Linked DNA regions of Capra hircus: region 2 is linked to region 1. The links are chromatin contacts, called in public Hi-C maps. All regions are on one chromosome and are shown on one strand. Each heading gives the region's core, a stretch centred on a gene start, on an enhancer-like site or on the middle of the called end of the contact. The rest is flanking DNA. Distances are from core to core; before and after follow the strand shown.

Evidence for each region. Hi-C and Micro-C count contacts between places; a contact is called where the count stands out from the background.
Region 2: a contact with region 1 is called in a Hi-C map of liver, with 9 times the contacts expected there. The contact joins the enhancer-like site here to the promoter of SEMA7A in region 1. A contact is called at or near these places in 4 of 5 Hi-C or Micro-C datasets (blood and liver).

The regions. Positions count from the first base shown.
Region 1 is chr21:33,675,727-33,680,329 of ARS1.2, reverse strand. SEMA7A (semaphorin-7A) reads right to left here and starts at 2,802. Exons shown (of 15, transcript XM_018066330.1): 1 at 2,705-2,802; 2 at 1,470-1,698. The coding sequence starts at 1,641.
Region 2 is chr21:33,732,070-33,736,672 of ARS1.2, reverse strand. No RefSeq gene overlaps it. Among named protein-coding and RNA genes, the nearest start is that of SEMA7A, 57 kb to the right of the region's middle. Within about 2 kb of position 2,297, at least 2 of the 5 cell types and tissues checked have an H3K27ac peak or open chromatin away from gene starts, as enhancers often do.

The DNA of each region.
Region 1 (4,603 bases), core at 1,553-4,052:
GACAGCTAAGCAGACTGAGGAAAGACAAGGATGCTAAGAAGGAAGAGAGAGCCCAGGGTGGAGCTGGTATGACTGAGGGGCGTGTTGGTGTCCACCTTAAGTGGACAGTCAGGGCTCAGATGCCCCGCTCCACTTGCACCAGGAATATCTTTGTCTGGGTAGCAGAGCTGGCCAAGAAACGGCCTAAATCTTTCTCCACTTCCTAACTCAGAATAAGCTCTGGTCCCTGCCAGATCAGAGCCCCCTCTCTGCAATGTGAGCTCACACAATGCACAGTGACCTTGGGCGAGTCACATTCCATCCACTGCAGCAGCAGCTCAGGCCACTTGCTTTTGGAGTGGGTTTTTCTTTTTTTTTCTCTCTCTCCGCTAAGAATACCTGCCCCAGATAATGCTCAGGCTCTGGCAATCCCTGCAAACCGCCTCAGGCATCAAAGAGCTCCCGGAGGGGCCAAATCTACCAGCCCCCCAACCCCCACTGCCGGTCCACCACCACCGCAGGGGGGCCGCGCCGACGCCGAACATGAGGACAGAGCCCAGTGGCAGGGGGGTGGGGAAGCATTTTTGTGCATTGCAGAGGAGGGGAGCTCAGTCCCTCGAGGCATGAAACCCCTCAAACCACCCAGCTGGTTTTCCGACCCACGTACAGTGGTCTAAACTGAGACGCCCCTGGGGGAGACTCCGGTCCCCCAAGTTCACATAACCCTGAGGGCCTAAAAGCTGCACTCCCTCCCCAGGTCCTCTGCCTGGGGGTCCCAATGGCCGCGCCCCACCCATCGGGTACTGCCCCCACGCTGGCGCCGAGCCCTGTGACAACTGCCACGTGCGGACAAGGGGGGAGCGGCTGGTCCCAGCACTGCAGAGGCAGCGCCGGGGTGCCCGAAGCCTCTGCACCGCACCTTGTCCGGGCTCTCCACAGGGTGCCCACCCCTTTACCCGGCCCGCGCTTGGGGCCGGGGCGGGGGGCGGGGGCAGGCAGCGGGGTCTTTGTTCCCGCAGCCCGAGCGCAGCGGCGGCAGCAAAGGGTCCGCGCCCCCTTGCCGGCCCCACTGGCTCCCCCGCACGCAGCTAGAGCCCGCAGCTCTGGAAGATAGAGCCGGGTGGGGGTCCCGGCGGGAGAAAGGATCCCCCGCACAGAGGCCCGGGCGCTGGAGGGCGATGAGTGCCTAGGGCCGAGAAGAGGGCCCTCTCCGTCCCCCTGAGCCCGGCCGCTGCGGCTCCCGGCTGCGGGAGGACTTGGAGCGACTTAGCTGGGCTCCGGCCCCCGCCGCTCGCTCGCCGCAGCGTTACAGCCTGCTCCGGTGTGGCCGCGCGCACATTCACACACTCACCCGGACCCACACGCTACCGGCGGGGACAGCCCGGGACCCACAGAGCCGCGCGCACGCACTCCCTCCGGTGCCGCACACTCCGCACCCGCCCCGCGCGGCACTGGATCCCGCGCCCCGCAGCTCGAGCGGCGCCACCTACCTTTCCAGACAGCGGAGATGCGGGGTCCGCTCTTCGGGTGGCCTTGGGAGGCGGCGGCCGTCCAGACCAGCTGCAGCAGCAGCCGCAGCAGGAACCTGGACCGAGCCAGAGGGCTGGAAACGCGGGCTCGCGGGGCGCCGAGGGCGGTGCATCTGGACGGAGGCGGTGTCATCCCCGGAGCGGAGCGACGGCGGAGAGCAGCCAGACTGAGCCAGCGCCCGAGCGAGAGCTGAAGCCAGTGCGAGGAGGCGGAGTCAAACGCCTGACCCCACCCCGCCCCTCCCCCGCCCCTCTTCTCTAGGCTAGCCAAGGGGAGATGTAAGTGCCCCCCCTCCCCCCCACGCCCCAGGGAAACCTACACCACCTCTTTCTGGGCAACTCCACCCGCAGGCAGAACCCGGGTGGGCAGCGAGCAAGACAGACTTATGGTCTTCCGTGATGAGCTTCAGGTTCTGTCCCCTCTCTGGGCCTTAGAGTCGCTCCCCCCACACCATAAAGGGATTAGCCTAGCCTAAAAGTCAGGCAGGACCTCTCCTGAGACAACCTCGCTAATGGTCAGCTAAGTGTTTGGACCCTGAAAGCTGCGGTTCTCAGAGGACAGGCTGGCCAGAGTGGACACAGCTCCTCTGAGCCTATAAGCAGAAGCAAGAAGCTTTTCCTTAAGCAAGGCGGGCGGGTTTTGTGCAGAGGGTCAATAATCTGTGGGGAGCACTCAGAGCCCCATCCTTGCTCTGCTGTGAGAACACGGAATTTTCATCTTGGCCTGGCTCCCTCCCCTCCCCTCTCCTCCCTTCCCCAGCCAGCAGCCTTCTGGGCTGCCTCCCCCCCAGCCAGCTGGTGTATGCTCAGAAAATCCAAACTCATTTCCATGTGAGTGGAGGGGGATATAATTAAGAAGGCCCCTTCCCCAAGTAGAAAGAGAGGGAAGCATCTTGCATGCCCAGGACTCACTGCTGGGGAAACAAAGTCAGGCCAGCTTTAAGGGCTCTCTGCCCACAGGATGCACAGGGCTCAGCTGAGCAGGCAATCTGATGACCCAGTGGTGACCCCCTGCAGGTCTGACCACATCCCTCTGCAGTCATCTGAACTGCCCAGGCAACTCTGCCATCAGCTCATCTTTTCCGAGCCGCACGTCTGCCCTTTGTAAAGGAGTCTCCTCTCCCTCAAGCCAGTCAGGACCCAGACCCTCCACCTGTGCTTCAGCCTAACCTAAGCGTGGTGGAAAATCCACTTACCCAGTGCTGGTGCTGTGCCCTGCTGTGCTATGTCGCTTCAGTCGTGTCCGACTCTTTGCAACCCCGTAGACGGTAGCCCACCAGGCTCCTCTGTCCATGGAGATTCTCCAGGCCAGAATACTGGAGTGGGTTGCCATGCCGTCCTCCAGGGGATCTTCCTGACTTAAGGATCAAACCTGAGTCTCTTATGTCTCCAGCATTGGCAGGTGGGTTCTTCACCACCTGCGCCACCTGGGAAGCCCCACCTACTGCTTACTGACCGTCTGTCCTCAGGTGGACTGCCCGTAGAGAAGACAGGTTGAGGAGGAAGTAGCAGAAGTGCACTGGGGCCCCCAAGACCCACACACCTAGCTGGACTTGATTCACACACTGCAGGCACCACCAAAGACAGGGAGCAGGCTGCCCTGGCCCCAGCCCCAGCGCCAACCCTCTGCCCAGCCTGCAGCCCCAGGAAAAGGCTATCACCAGGAAGTTCGGCCTTACCATTTCATACTTTGTTTCCAGTTATCCTCTCCTTCTTCCCCAAGTGCCCCTAAGACACCCCAACAGGCCAAAAGATGAAATTAAGATGCCTCCAGGGATAGTGCAGAACTAGGTTCCTGGCCCACTGGGAAGGGCCAACAGATTCCTGATGCCCAGAGGTACAAGCCCCAAAGAGAGGGAGGCCATGGACAGCTGAACAGCCCAGCCGCCCCAGTCCTACACTCAAGCCTGTGGCCCTGAAGCCAGCAGCATGTCCTGGCCCAGGCTGACCTCAACACTGACACTCTGTTTCCAGCCCAGGGCCCCATCAGCTGAGCTGCATGGCCCCAGTGTCTGCCCTCTCTGCAAAGATAAGCAAATTAAGAAATTGCCTACCCTGCCTTTAAGAACTGAGAATTCAGAATTGATGATAACACTGCCCACACGCACAGCAACTCACAACACAACCCACTTCCACCTACATTCTCCCAGCCAGTCCTACATTCTCTGCTCTCTCCCTTAGTGAGAGAGAGAATATAACCCTGTATTAGAAAAGGAAACTGAGGCACAGGGAGGGAGAGGGATCTGCCCAAACTCAGCTGATGGAAAGGAGCTAGGGACTCCAATAGCAATAGCTCATGCTGAGGTTACTATGTGCCATGCATGTTTCAGAGCCTCATTTGAATTCATTTCATCTTCATAGTCTTAAGAGGTAGGTATTATTATTGGGCTCCTTTTGCAAACATGGAAAGAGGAAGAGGTGTGCCCAAGGTCACACAGCTCATTAGAGGAGGGCTGGGATGGCAGCCCAGTCAGTCTCTCTGGGACCCACACCCCTACCTTCTCTATCATAACGCTCTCAGTGCAGTCCACCCTTCTGTGGCTGCCTTCGGTGTGGGGCTGGACCTAAACAGTCCTCAGAAGCACCCGAACAGGGCCCAGGTTACCAGGTGTTCAAGAGGAGGGCAGGTCAGGGGCTGGGCTCAGCATCCCAAGCAATAGGGCAGCAGATGGAAACTGGGGCAGGTGCCAGGGAATTTTTTTCCAGGCTGGGGTGGGGGTGATGGGGTAGTGCTGAAGACTGTCCCACCTCCTGTCAAAGGGGGAGCCCTCTGGCTAGGCTCCTCCATGTTCATCTCAGCACCTGCTTCACCACCAGTGGACACCCCGGGCCAACCAACCTAGGGGCAAAGGGCCAGCGCCAGATGGCAGCCCACAACTGGTTGGCTACAGGCAGCCAGGGGAGGTGAGAACTGAGCCCATAAAAGTGATTTGGGGCAGTAACTCTAGTGGGAGAGTGCAGCTAGACTCTGGGCATGAAGGGGAAGAGGTACCCAGGGTGGGGAAAGCAGAGCGCCAGGGTCTGGCATGGTAATGAAGGAAGTCAAATCAGAATGGTCCAGGTACAGGAGCCTGCCTTCCTCACTGGGGCCCAAG
Region 2 (4,603 bases), core at 1,048-3,547, 57 kb before region 1:
GGACAGCCGGTCCCAGCCTATTTGGTTTATGAAGTCTGCTCTAGCGGTAATGCCTATATGGTCCCAGAGCGGATCCCGGCAGCCGAAAAACCCCATTTGTCAGACAAGCCTGAGGCCTGTCAAAGGGATCCAGGAGTCGGCTGAAGCTACAGCCCGCGCGCCACAGCTCCTTCCCTGCCCTGCTCCTGAAATCTGTGTCCTGCCGGTGGAGAGGGTGCCGCCTCCAGAAAGAGCAATCCCGGGCAGCTCCCGCTGGGCCCCGGGGCCTACGACTGGCACAGGCACAAGGATGCTGGGCCCTCCGCCACCCTAGGGTGGGACGGGATGGCGCAAGCGAAGGCCCGAGCTTCTTCGAAAGACCGCGGCTGACCCAGAATCAGAACAATCCACACGCCTCGGCGGCAGGTGGAGGCGGTGGGGCGGGGCTTCGGTCGAGAAGCTCCGCATTGGGCGTGGGGGGTTGCTGGGGTTCTCGCATTGGCTGGGGGTGAGGGGGTGGGATCAAGGGCGTGGCTGAGAGATGTGAAACCCGAAGAAAAACGCTTCGGGACAATGCACGGACCTCAGGTGTTGCTCTGAGGCCAGAGACACAGGAGTTGATCCGCACCTGGGGTGAGCATCGGCCACGTTGTCCCCAAGCACAGGTGTGCTGCGGAAGACCAAGCTCCAGACTCCCTCTGGCAGCCTTGTCACTTCCAGAACTAGGGGGCTCCCCCGGGTCTCTTGCCTGCCCTTCTCCTTGATCTCACTGACCTACCACCAGCCGAACCAGATAGGTGTCCAGACCTTCTCCAACCTGCCCTCCACCTCTCACAGCAGCCATGCCCTCCCTTTACCTTCATCATTCCCTTTTAAAAGAATCTTTCCCCAGGATTCACGGATAGATCGCACTTGGCTTTGCACAGCCAGCGCCCAGCACAGAACCCCCACCTTCAGTGGTGTCCTTTCGCTTTTCACAGTGTCTGTAGAGGGGGAGGATGGAGAGGGGGACAACATGGCCACCTGGTTACTATGAGTGCACTACTCATTCCACACACATGTACTGAGCACCGACTATGTGCTACAGCCTGTGGTGGGCGGACACCGGAGATAGAGCTTTGAGCAAAACAGACACTCTCTCTACTATTTTACACATCAAGCTGTAGGACGGGGAGAGAAAGAGAGAATTTAAGGATACTGACAGGTAAGCCCCACCACTGGGGGTGTGGGTGGGCAATGTTAGCCTTAGCCGGTGGATAAGGACGTTTGCAGAAATGGGTTGGGGTCAAAGCTTATCACACCTGTAAAAGCAGAAAATGATCAATTATCTTAACTATCAAGAAGATATACAGTGCCCTCTTGTAGCAGGGTACTGCTTCAAGCAAACTAATACGCAAATGCCAAGGGGAAGAAATTAGTTGTTTGACTCTATCCAAGAATCAATCATTAATCAATCAAAAGCGGATTTCCTTTGAAATCCAAAGGAAGACATTGTCTTTGTGGACACAGAGAATTAACCGCCTTGCCTTCCTTCAGAACAGTGCAGTTAGTAACCACTAGAGGGCAGCAGAGAGATGGAGATGCCAGAGGGAAGAGTCATTGGTTAGTTTCCACCTGCACCTGTAATGAAAACAATATAGCAATAGTTCACATTCATTGAGTGCTTACTCTAGGCCAGGCATCCTTCTAAGTGCTTTGTAAAAAACTACCTCATTCGATCCTCCCACCATCCCTGTGAGACAGATTGTTGTTTAGTCACTAAGTCATGTCTGACTCTGCAACACCGTGGACGGTTGCCTGCCAGGCTCCTCTGTCCACGGGATTTCCCAGGTGGGAGTACTGGAATGGGCTGCCACTTCCTTCTCCAATGAGACAGATACAGTTGTGTTAACCCCATTCTACAGGTGAGGAAACAGGTTGAGTAACTTGCCTGAGGTCACACAGCCAGTAGAGAGTAAATCCCAGATATAATCCCTGGAGTAGAGCTATGGAGCCTGCATGCCTCACACTGTGCAGTTCTTTCTGTGACGAGGATGGAGAATGGAGGGGGCAGCTGAGGTCCTTACACATATAACCCCAGTGTGTTTTCCAAGGCCCATTCCAGATGCAGGCTTCAGACAAGGCTTCTAGCTAATTAAGGACCTTGGGGCACCTGTCGGGTAAAGTCAGAAAGTCTGAGCTTCCTTCTACAGGGCCGTGGGGAGGCAACACCAGTTCTCATCACCACCTGCAACAAGGCCCAGCCCTCCTTTACCCCTGGGTGCCCACCTCCATGGTGTACCCCTATACCGAGTGGCCTCTTTGGTTCAACTGTGTGATGCTGGCTTCAACCCACCCTTCTGCTCATCCTCAGACAGCCCTACCTGCCCCACCATCAGCCTGGCTCAGTCCTCCTCACCGCAGTCAAGAAGGGGCTGGTCAAGAGTGGTGATGGCTGCTCAGAAGTTGGGGTCCAATGAGAATCAAGAGCACGTTGCTGGGGGTCCTGTCCAGGACCACCTAGAGAGGAGTTTCAGGCCAGAGTCCAATCCTTTCTTGGCTTTCTTCCTGATTTAACAACCATTCATTGAGCTGCTGCTGTGTGCTGTTTCTATGCTGACTGCATGGGTCATAAGGAGAACTTGCTGGGTGACCTTGAACAAGCTGTTTACCTGAAGAGGCCTCTGACATTATGCCTATGTGTGCCCAGGTACATTTTTCCAGGTCAGGGTTCCTCAGCCTCGGCATGATTGGCATTTTGGTCTGGATCATTCTTTCCTGTGAGGACATTTCCTGTGCACTGTGGGGTATTTAACAACATCCACGGCCTTCACCCAGTAGATGCCAGCAACACCAGCTTCCCAGTTGTGACAATAAAAAAATGTTTCCAGATACTGCCAAATGCGCCCTGGGGGTGGAAGGTGGGGCAAGGTTGCCCCTGGTTGAGAATCACTATATTGCAGACCTACAGGAAATCCTGGAATTTGCTGAACAGCAAATTCATCAGTACCGCCCTCTGTAGACTGTGGGTAGAGCAGGGTTGCTGCGTGTGAGGCAATGGGTAGGCAGTGCTCAGCTTCCCCGCTTTCCTCATCCCTGACCTGGGAGTCTCAAGGGTCTGCTCCTCAAAGAGAGGAGTACCTCTTTTTAAAAATATTTATTTATTTCATCTTTGGCTGCACTAGGGTCTTCGTTGCTTTTGCGTGGGCTTTCTCTAATTGTGGCTAGCAGGGGTTTCTCTTGTTGTGGAGCACAGGCTTCAGTAGTTGAGACCCTCGGGCTCAGTAGTTGAAACTCACATTCTCTAGAGCGCAAAATCAGTGGTTGTGGTGCAGGGGCTTAGTTGCTCCGCAGCACGTGGGATCTTCCTGGACCAGGGATCGAACCCATGTCCTCTGCACTGGCAGATGGACTGTTATCCACTGCCCCACCAAGGAAGTCCAGGAGTGCCACTTTAAAGAAAGAACCTGAAAGGACCAACTCTTACCCAAAGTGCGGCTGGAGATGGGACTTCAGACACCCTCTCTGAAGCCAGCTCCTGCTCAGGCTGGAAGGCATGCAGGAAGGTGGCACATTGCCATGACCGTTTGGGAGAGGAAATAGCAGGATCTCCCCTGGGCCCAGTTCTCCAGGAGCCCTGCCAAGGCCGCCCACACCTGCCGACTGTCTGGGGCCCCTCAGCCCTGTCTTGGGCAATATGGCACCTCTCTGCCCCAGTGCCCACAGATGCAGGCCCCCGCCCTAGGTCTTGCCTGTGCCTTCCTCCCTGAGAGCCCTGAGGGGAAAAGGGGGCAGCGGCCAGAGTCAACAACGGTGGCAGGTGTTGGGAGCAGATAATTCTTTCTCCCCTCTTGTTGGGCAGCCCTCCACTGACCCCTGCTGTGTGCCAAGGCAGGTGGTCACAGATGAATTGAATGGGAAGCTGGAAAATGTTTAACAACCAGTTCTCTGAGATGTGTGGAATTTACCCATTTCTGTGGTGTCAAAATTCCTGCCATGGCAGGGGGCCAGTCACCAGTGTGATGTTGCTGAAGGCTGGGTCGGTTCACTCCATAGTAGAGGGTGTCCCCACCGCCCTATTACCTTATGAGCATAGGCAACAGTAGAAGAATTAGAAAGTGATGAGGTCTTGTGTGTATGTCCCCTTCTAATGAAATTAAGTGTAGGTTTATATAATTTAATCACTAACAATGGCTACATTTCACACCCAGTTCACAAAATTCCTGAACACTTAACCACCAGTTTTCAGAAGCCAGTCCAAGCCATCTCCGTTTCCTTGCTGGGAATTGAAGGGGATCCATGACCTCAAGACCATCATTTCTAAGGAAGACAGGTCCGCAGGGTAAGACTGTCACTGGAGGACAGAGAGATGCACTGGGGCCGTGGAGACCTGAGGAGGCTCTGACCCTGCCCAGAAGTTCAGGGAAGGCTTCCTAGAGGAGGTGCCATCACGCAGAGACCTGATATAGCCCAGAGAGAAGGGAGGGAAGTGTGTGAGGCTGAAGCAGGTAGAGGGGAAACACCAGGAGAGGAGAAAGCGCTTGGCATGGACCAAAACCCCCAATGAGAGGCTCAGTCTGCAGGAGGGAAGGCTAGGATCCAGTGCAGGTTCTTCGGGTGATGCCGCTCTCATTTTGGGCAAGTC